Linked DNA regions of Mus musculus: all the other regions are linked to region 2. The links are chromatin contacts, called in public promoter capture Hi-C maps. All regions are on one chromosome and are shown on one strand. The core of a region is the stretch at or near the end of the contact, and the rest is flanking DNA. Distances in the headings are between cores, read along the strand shown.

What was found. Capture Hi-C pulls out chosen DNA fragments and counts their contacts.
Region 1: a contact with region 2 is called in a promoter capture Hi-C map of liver. The contact joins the promoter of C5ar2 here to the promoter of Ptgir in region 2. A contact is called at or near these places in 3 of 39 promoter capture datasets (cranial neural crest, frontonasal cranial neural crest and hippocampal neurons) and 1 of 9 other capture datasets (liver).
Region 3: a promoter capture Hi-C map of adipose tissue shows a contact between it and region 2. The contact joins the promoter of Inafm1 here to the promoter of Ptgir in region 2. A contact is called at or near these places in 2 of 115 datasets of contacts at active chromatin or transcription factors (bone marrow-derived dendritic cells and large pre-B cells) and 2 of 9 other capture datasets (adipose tissue and liver).

The regions. Positions count from the first base shown.
Region 1 is chr7:16,242,818-16,245,517 of GRCm38.p6, forward strand. C5ar2 (complement component 5a receptor 2) reads right to left here and starts at 1,337. Exons shown (of 2, transcript NM_176912.5): 1 at 1,206-1,337.
Region 2 is chr7:16,905,051-16,907,750 of GRCm38.p6, forward strand. It overlaps Ptgir (prostaglandin I receptor (IP)), which reads left to right and starts at 1,440. Exons shown (of 2, transcript NM_008967.3): 1 at 1,440-2,586. The coding sequence starts at 1,735.
Region 3 is chr7:16,272,379-16,275,078 of GRCm38.p6, forward strand. Inafm1 (InaF motif containing 1) reads right to left here and starts at 1,314. Exons shown (of 1, transcript NM_001136270.1): 1 at 1-1,314. The coding sequence starts at 912. The coding sequence ends at 520. Ccdc9 (coiled-coil domain containing 9) reads right to left here. Exons shown (of 14, transcript NM_001382411.1): 14 at 1,664-2,038. The coding sequence ends at 1,935.

The DNA of each region.
Region 1 (2,700 bases), core at 87-2,586, 660 kb before region 2:
CCACATTCAGTAGTATATGTATGTGATGCCAGCGTTCAGAAAGGAAGACAGCCAGGGAGTCAAAATCCCTGGAAACGTGGGCCAGCTGGCCTTTGCCATTACAAGCAACAAGAGACTCTGTCTCAAAGTAGAAAGGAAAGCTCTAGAATTAAGGCTAGCCTCTGACCTTCAAATACAAACTGTGACTCTCACAGGCCCATGTGCACAGATATTTAAAGTGAAAATTATTATTAGATATTTATTATTATTATTTGTAGTAGTAGTAGTAATGACAAGAACAAAAAAGAAGTTGGCTATAGTGGCTGGGTTTGGTTTGGTTTGATTTGGGTTGGGTTGGGTTTGAGACAGGGTCTCACGTAGGCCAGAGTGACTTCAAACTCACAGATTTGCTTTCCTCAGCTTCCCAATTGTGGGAATTAAAGTGTGCCCTAGAGTACACTGTCTTAAACTATACACCTACAGCATGGTGCAGGCTTAGGACACCGAGCAGGACATGGCCTCAACCCTGACATGGACTCTCGTCACTCAGCAGTTCCTGATGGTCGTCTTTCTCTCTGAGCCTTGCTTAAGGCTGAGAAGGATGCGGTCACAAATTCTTCTGTTGATATTTAGAGCATAAAGTCATGTTGTTAGAGGAAATTGCTTCTGGGTCAAGGCACTACAGATTCTGTGATGCAGGCCTCTCCTCTCTCTCTCTCATCCTGAAAGGCCTCAGTGTTCTCCACACCTCAACATGGGAGACTTACCTGGTCAACAGATGTGCCAAGATGATAAAAGGTCTGGAGCAGTGCACAGCTCAGTGTTAGGATATTTGCCTAGAATCCTCCAGCAAAGGATTGGGGGCCTGGCTCAACAGAACCAAGAACTCACCAATGAGGGGCTGGGAGTGTGGCTCAGTAGTAGAGCTAGGGCTAGGGCTCCTCAGGTGAGAGTGCTTGCTGCTGAGAGCGGTACCTATGAACCACCTCTCCAGGGCCCTCCCTTTCCTTCCACCTTGTGTTTAGAGACCAAGGCTCTCAACTTGCTCTAGATGCTCACTGATTAACCCAGGCCTGCTGGTCAGCAAGCCCTAGAGATCCATCTGTCTCACTCTCCCGTGCTGAGGTTACAAACACAACCCACCGTGCCTCTGTACCAGGCAAATCCATAGCCTGGGCTGGAACGCATATCCTTATGTTTAAATGGCAAACACTTTACTCACTGACCCGTCTCCCAGCCCCTCATATTTCATCCCAGAAGACTCTACTGCAATGTAACAGCTTCCTGGATGTGAGCTCCCGGAGGTCACCGTTACAAGGGAAGGCGGCTCTGGCCCCAGGCCTTGGAGCCCTGCATCTGAAGAACAGATAGGTGTGTAAGACCCAAGGGTCCAGAAGGCTGGGGCTGGGGGAGGAGAAAGAACACACTAGAGTCCGCCAAGCTCTCAGCCCACTTCCTTTCCTGCTCACTTCCCCTTCCAACCCTGTTGACATAAGCAGATTCCACAGGCCACACATTTGGCAATCCCCTGGACTCTGCAAACTTCTGTTTTGAGCTGCGTTGCTTAACCCTGACCTGCCTGGGAGTCACCTGGGGTGGGGGTCTCTCAACATGACCACCACCTGCTGTATGTCCAATTCCTTCCTTCCTTCCTTCCTTCCTTCCTTCCTTCCTTCCTTCCTTCCTTCCTTCCTGTCTTTCTTTCTCTTTCTTTCTTTCTTTCTTTCTTTCTTTCTTTCTTTCTTTCTTTCTTCCTTCCTTCCTTCCTTCCTTCCTTCCTTCCTTCCTTTCTTTTAGATTAATTTATTTTTGCCTTTGGTGCATGAGTGGTTTGTCTGTATATCTGCGTGCTACACACCATGCCTGTGGAGGCAAGGAAACTGCATCAGCTCCCCTGGAACTGGAGCTACAGACAGTTGTGAGCTGCCCTGTGGGTTCTGGGAAGGAAACCTCAGTCCCCTGGAGGAGCAGCAGCCAATGCTCTTAAACCACTGAGCATCCCTTTTTGTCTCGTTTTGGTTTTAAACTGGCCTCTCTCTGCAGCCTGAACTCACGGAGGTCCACCTATGGCCGTCTCCCAAATGCTTGTTACCAAGCCTGGCTGGGATTTTTGTTGTTGTTTGTTTGTTTGTTCATTTGTTTTTGTTTGTGTTTTCAGACAGAGGCTCATGTAGCCCAGAATGGCCTCATGTAGCCCAGGCTAGCCACAAACTCTCCTTGACTAGATGAGCCTCCTGCCTCTACCTCCTAAATCCACCATGCAGATTTAGTTTCTTTGTGTGTATATATTTGTTTTATTTTGAAACCAAGTCTCACTTGGACTGACCTGGAGCTCACTAAGTAGCTGGCCTCAAACTCCCAGAGGTCTGCCTGCATCTGTGTCTGGAGTGCTGGAATTAAATGCATGTACCACCACACCCAACCACTATTGGAGATTTTATTCAGTGCAGGGGACTGAACCAGAGGCTTGTGCGTGTTAGGCCAGCATGCTACCTACTGAACTGAAACACTGTATCCTGGGCCCAGCTTACATATTATATATAATTTTATATGTATGGGTGTTTTGCTTGCATGTATGTCCAGCATGTGTGGGCTTGGTGTCCAAGGCAGCCATTACAAATCATTAGGAGACACTATGTGGATGCTGGGAACTGAACTAATCCTTTAAAACAGTAGTTCTCAACCTTCATGATGCTACGACCTATGACCCTTAAATACAGT
Region 2 (2,700 bases), core at 190-2,689:
GATGCCAAGCAGACACTTGAGTTTATCCCAGGAACCCACAGGGTGGAGAGACAGAGACAGAGAGAGACAGACAGACAGACAGACAGACTCGGGGTGGGGGAAGAGAGAGAGAACTGAGACTCCTGCAAGTTGTCCTCTACACCATGAAATGGGTGCACCCATACACACACGCACAAGCACACACACACACACACACACACACACACACACACACACAATCTTTTTGCTTTTTTAAGGTTAAGGTCATTTTTTGGTTACATAGAAAGTTTGAGGCCAGCCTTGGCCACGTGAAATCTGTTTAAAAAAACAGCAGAGCAGCAGCAGCAGCAGCAAGAACAGATTTTTTAAAAAAAGAAAAGAAAAGAAAAGAAAGGAAAAGAAAAGAAAGGAAAGGAAGCCACACAAGGTGACTGGGGTCTCTAAGGTCCCCTCTGACCCTCCAGCAGGAACTGTGGAGTCAGTGAAGGTCCCATCACCTCTGTACTGACAGCTGGGCTGACACTGATCTGAGGGAGGCGGCATGGTCGGGGGAGGGTGTTGCTGAGGGAGGATGGGTGGAGCCTTGTGTGTGGGAGCAGAGCTGGAGCCTGAGATGGCTATCCATCGCCAAAGTGTTAGTATCGGAAGTCAGTGTCGTGAGCGGTGACTGGGGCCTGGAAGTGCTATGGTGCGAAGTAAAGGTCAACCTTTAATGGTGGGTCACCAAAGCCCTGTGAACTGCAGACCATGCATGGACTGTGCGTCCTGAGCTAGGAGCCCATGGATGAGGTCTGGTCAGGCGGCCTCCTTCTTCAACTCCTGGAAGGAGTGAATTGTGTCCAGGGACCAGGACTCTCCATGGTGTCTGGAAAACACTACATCATGGGGGAATTTCCTGGTCATTTCTCAATCCCAGGGCCAGGGCCTAACCCCAGGGCCTGAAGCCCAGAATAGCTCTCAGAGGCTGTTCACACACAGTTCAGGCCATGGCTAAGCTGGAGAACCACTCAGCACTAGGACCTGTCTGGCTTCCTTGGGTTGGTGGTGGTGGTGGTGGTGGTGGTGAGGTTCTGATACTAGGTAACACGAAGAGGGACTTAGATATGAATGCATTTGGAGAGGGGTGGGGCAGACAGACACAGAGGTAGAGACAGACAGACAGACATAGAGATGAGATGCTGGGGAGGGGGCACGTATGAAAAACAGAAAAGGTTGAGTGGGGGTGGAGGTGGCAGCAGGTGACTGTGCTGTGGACTGTATGAGGAAGAGGCAGGAGGAGAGGCAGAGGCAAGAGACGGATACTCAGAGCAGGAGATGGGGTACAAGCCAGGGAAAGCAGGCAGGGAGCCCGAGGGGGCCTCTGGAGACCAGCACAGGGGGAGGAGGGCGGGGCAGAGAGGAAATGAAAAAAGCTGGGGCGAGGAGGCAAGATGAGGAGGGAGGGGGAGGGCGGGCCCTAGGAGGGAGAAGCTGACAGAGATCTACACAGACTCGCACACAGACAGGAGAGACTGAGGGACTTCAGAAGGCAGAGGTGCTGGAGGGTCTAGAAAGCAGAAATGTCAAGGAGGTGACAGAGAAGTGTAGAGGAAAGAACAGGGGGTAGGGGACAGGGAACACTGAGGCACAAAGGGACAAGGACCTGACAGAGAAGGAAAGAAACAGGAGAGGGACAGACACAGGAGAAGACAGAAACAAAAGACAGAAACACACGGGCAACTGGGAATTGACTGGCAGATCCCAGATCCTATGAAGATGATGGCCAGCGATGGACATCCTGGACCCCCTTCTGTCACTCCTGGGAGCCCTCTCAGTGCAGGTGGCAGAGAGTGGCAGGGCATGGCAGGCTCCTGCTGGAATATCACCTACGTTCAAGACTCGGTAGGACCTGCCACCAGCACGCTGATGTTCGTGGCTGGTGTAGTGGGCAACGGGCTGGCATTGGGCATCCTGGGTGCCCGACGGAGGTCACACCCATCGGCCTTTGCGGTGTTGGTCACTGGGCTGGCGGTGACGGATCTGCTGGGCACGTGCTTCTTGAGCCCTGCAGTGTTTGTGGCCTATGCTCGAAACAGCTCTCTGCTGGGCCTGGCCCACGGTGGGACGATGCTGTGTGACACTTTCGCCTTCGCCATGACGTTCTTCGGCCTGGCCTCCACGCTCATCCTCTTTGCCATGGCTGTGGAGCGGTGCCTGGCACTCAGTCACCCCTACCTGTACGCCCAGCTGGACGGGCCGCGCTGCGCCCGCTTTGCCTTGCCTTCCATCTACGCTTTCTGCTGCCTCTTCTGCTCACTGCCCCTGCTGGGCCTGGGCGAGCATCAGCAGTATTGCCCAGGGAGCTGGTGCTTCATCCGCATGCGTTCCGCCCAGCCTGGCGGCTGTGCCTTCTCCCTGGCCTACGCCAGTCTCATGGCCCTGTTGGTGACCTCCATCTTCTTCTGCAACGGCTCCGTCACTCTCAGCCTCTATCACATGTACCGCCAACAGAGACGCCACCATGGCTCGTTTGTACCGACCTCTCGGGCACGAGAGGATGAAGTTTACCACCTGATTCTGCTGGCCCTCATGACCGTCATCATGGCCGTGTGCTCCCTGCCTCTCATGGTGAGTGTCCCTCGGAGCTGGGGTGCAGGGGGAGGAGTGGAGGGCAGCATCCATCTGTGCTCTCCACTTGTCGTGTCTATTTGACAGATGTGAAAACCGAGGCTCAGAAAGGGT
Region 3 (2,700 bases), core at 64-2,563, 630 kb before region 2:
TGGTTTGGTTCAGCTATATGCTCCACACTTCCAAAGCAGCAAATGTCACCACCCAAACCAGGACAAGCTAGCTTACGGGTGACATCCTCTACCCCTGCCATTGCAAACTATACCAACTGCAGTTTCCAGCACGCACCACTGTCTCCGAAGCTATACGAGATGACACCCCGAAAACTGGTAAGGCCTTTACAGTATCTGACCTTCAATGGCCCCGAAAACTGGCAAGCCGCTTCTCCCCATTCCAACCCAAAAATTACATGTGAGCAATGAGAGAGGAAAGCCTTTAAGGCCGCGCGGCCACGGAGCTAGAAGGGACCAGCGGCCGAGGCCAACGACCACAGACCAGGTAAGCCAGCTGAGGCTGGAGTTTATTGCCGATGAGCGCTGAGTCCCGGGAAGGAGCAAGGTGGAATAAGGTCGGGCAGGATCAGGACCGCGGCAAGGAGAGAGGCGGCGCCGCGCAGGCGAGGCCCGGTGGTGCAGATAGACAGACGCAGGCCACGGTGGGGGCGGGCCAGACTATCCAGGCGCTCGGCGCGCGGTCTCCCGCGTCGCTCCCGGAGCTGGGCGGCGACTGTGGCGGCGACTCCGTGGCAGTCCTGGCTGCGGTCGTGGCCCGCCGGAGGCCCCAAGCAAACAGGATGCGGGTGCGGCCGGAGGCGGGGCGGGCGGTGCTGCTCGAGCACACGGAGCGGCCGCAGCGCTGGGCAGGGGGTCGGCGGGGCCCGCAGGCGGCCGCGTGGGAACCCAGATGAGCCCGTAGTACACAGCAAGCAGCACAGCGGCCAAGGACACACACAGGAAGTAGGCGCAGACAGGGGCGAGCCGCAGCCATCGGCCACGGGGACCCTCGCTCAGCCCCGTACCACCCGGGCTCTCGCCACCACTGCCCACGCAGCTCGAGCCCCGCATCGCGCTGCCCACTCAGCCTGCACCGACCCCGCCCCCACCCCAGGACCGCCTCAAGCAAGCCACGCCCCTTCCAGGACCACGCCTTGTCAGACAGCACCCCCCCCCCAGCTCAGCTACATCCTAGACACGCCCCTACCGCCTCTGACCCACCACTATCAAGATTTCTTAGCTCTACCCCCTCAAGGCCACGCCCACTCGCTCTTCTCCCGCCCTAGCTGTCACATTTCCAACCGCCTATTCCTGTTTTCTACCTCAGCCCTCTCCGCGCTAATCGAACCCCTTCCTTCTTCGACCGACTGCAGCTCTGCACACTAGCATCCCTCTGCCCGCCGGAGCTAAGGTTCCTACTCTGTTGAAGCCGGAGGCCTACGGAGCTTCTGAACGCTAGCCCCGCCCACCGAGCCCCGGCCCCGGCCCTCCCAGTCTCACATCCCTGGACTACTACGAGAGTTCCGAGACCCAGTTCCCTCCATCACCCCTGCTGGCCCCTTCCCCAGCAACTCCGCACCAGCGTAAACTTCTGTTCCCTAGAGGCGAGGGATCCAGGGTGGACTGCAGGGAGGAGAGCAGCCAGCCTGGGAGCCAGGCAAACCTGCGCTGCCGCCCCTCCCAGCAGCATCTTCAGGACTGCGAGACGGCCTGCGGGGTGGGAGGAGAGAGGTGTGAGGATGAGAGGAGCACTCTCGTCCCGCCTCTTCCGCCAGCCAAGCACAGCAGCCTAGCCTGATCAGCTAGCAGCACAGTTCAAAGGTTGGCGGTAGCACGCGTTTAATTCAATCCCTAGCTGCAGGTTCCTGCACACCCAGGCCTCACAGGGACTGACTCCGAGGGTTCGACCAGACGAGTGCGGTCGGACTGGCACCACTGGGTCCTCAGCGAATTTAGAAGACTCCCCTCGGGCCGGGCTCGTTGCTAACCTGCTTCCTCCCCCACTAAGTTTAACCCTGGCCTGGACGGAGTGTAGCAGAAGCAGAGGAGCTGAAGGTTAGTACAGAGCGAGGCACCCTGGTCTGCTGGCGCTGTCAGCGGGCAGCCCCCGGCGGCGGAGCAGCCGCCACCACCTTGCAGAAACGCACCCTCTGGAAGTCTGTGATCTCCGCCGTCTCCTGGCCCTCGGGGCCCACCTCTAAGGAGACAAAAAGCGGTAAATGGAGGACCAGCCTGCCCGACCCACCCTATCCCGCACCTCAGTCAAACCCACCTACAACTTGGCCTCCAGCTTACTCGACCCTCAGGAGGCCCCTGAAGCAGGAGCCCCTCCAATCTAACCCTGTTGACTACTGGGAAGTGCTAGTGTAATGAGCTCATCCACTCCTCCCAGGACCCCAAACTATCCTGTTTGGCCTGGCCCCTTTCCGAAGATGTCCTTGGCTTCCACTCTCACTATTCCTTTGACAGCCTTTCCTGGCCTCTGCTCCACATCTTATTCTACTGCAGGGGAACTAAAAGATGAACACAAGCAGTAACCTGGCTGATCACGTTAAAGTGACCAAGATCAGTCTCTTGCTTCTACTACGTGGGATCTAAAATCCCACTATGGTCTGACCCAAAACCGCTAACCCTGCCTTCAGATAAGTCTTAAGAGCCGGCTCATTCATTAGTTAAAGTCGTTCCTACCTTTAATTAACCATGTTTTACTTTTACAGGATCTCTAACCAAAATCCAGTTTCAAGCTCAAAATCCTATCGCGTCACCCTCTTACCTCTGGGAATATTCAGATTTCAAATCCCACTTTTAGCTCCTTCCCTGAGCCCAACTTCTTCCTTGCCCAGCGTTCAAAGTTATTCA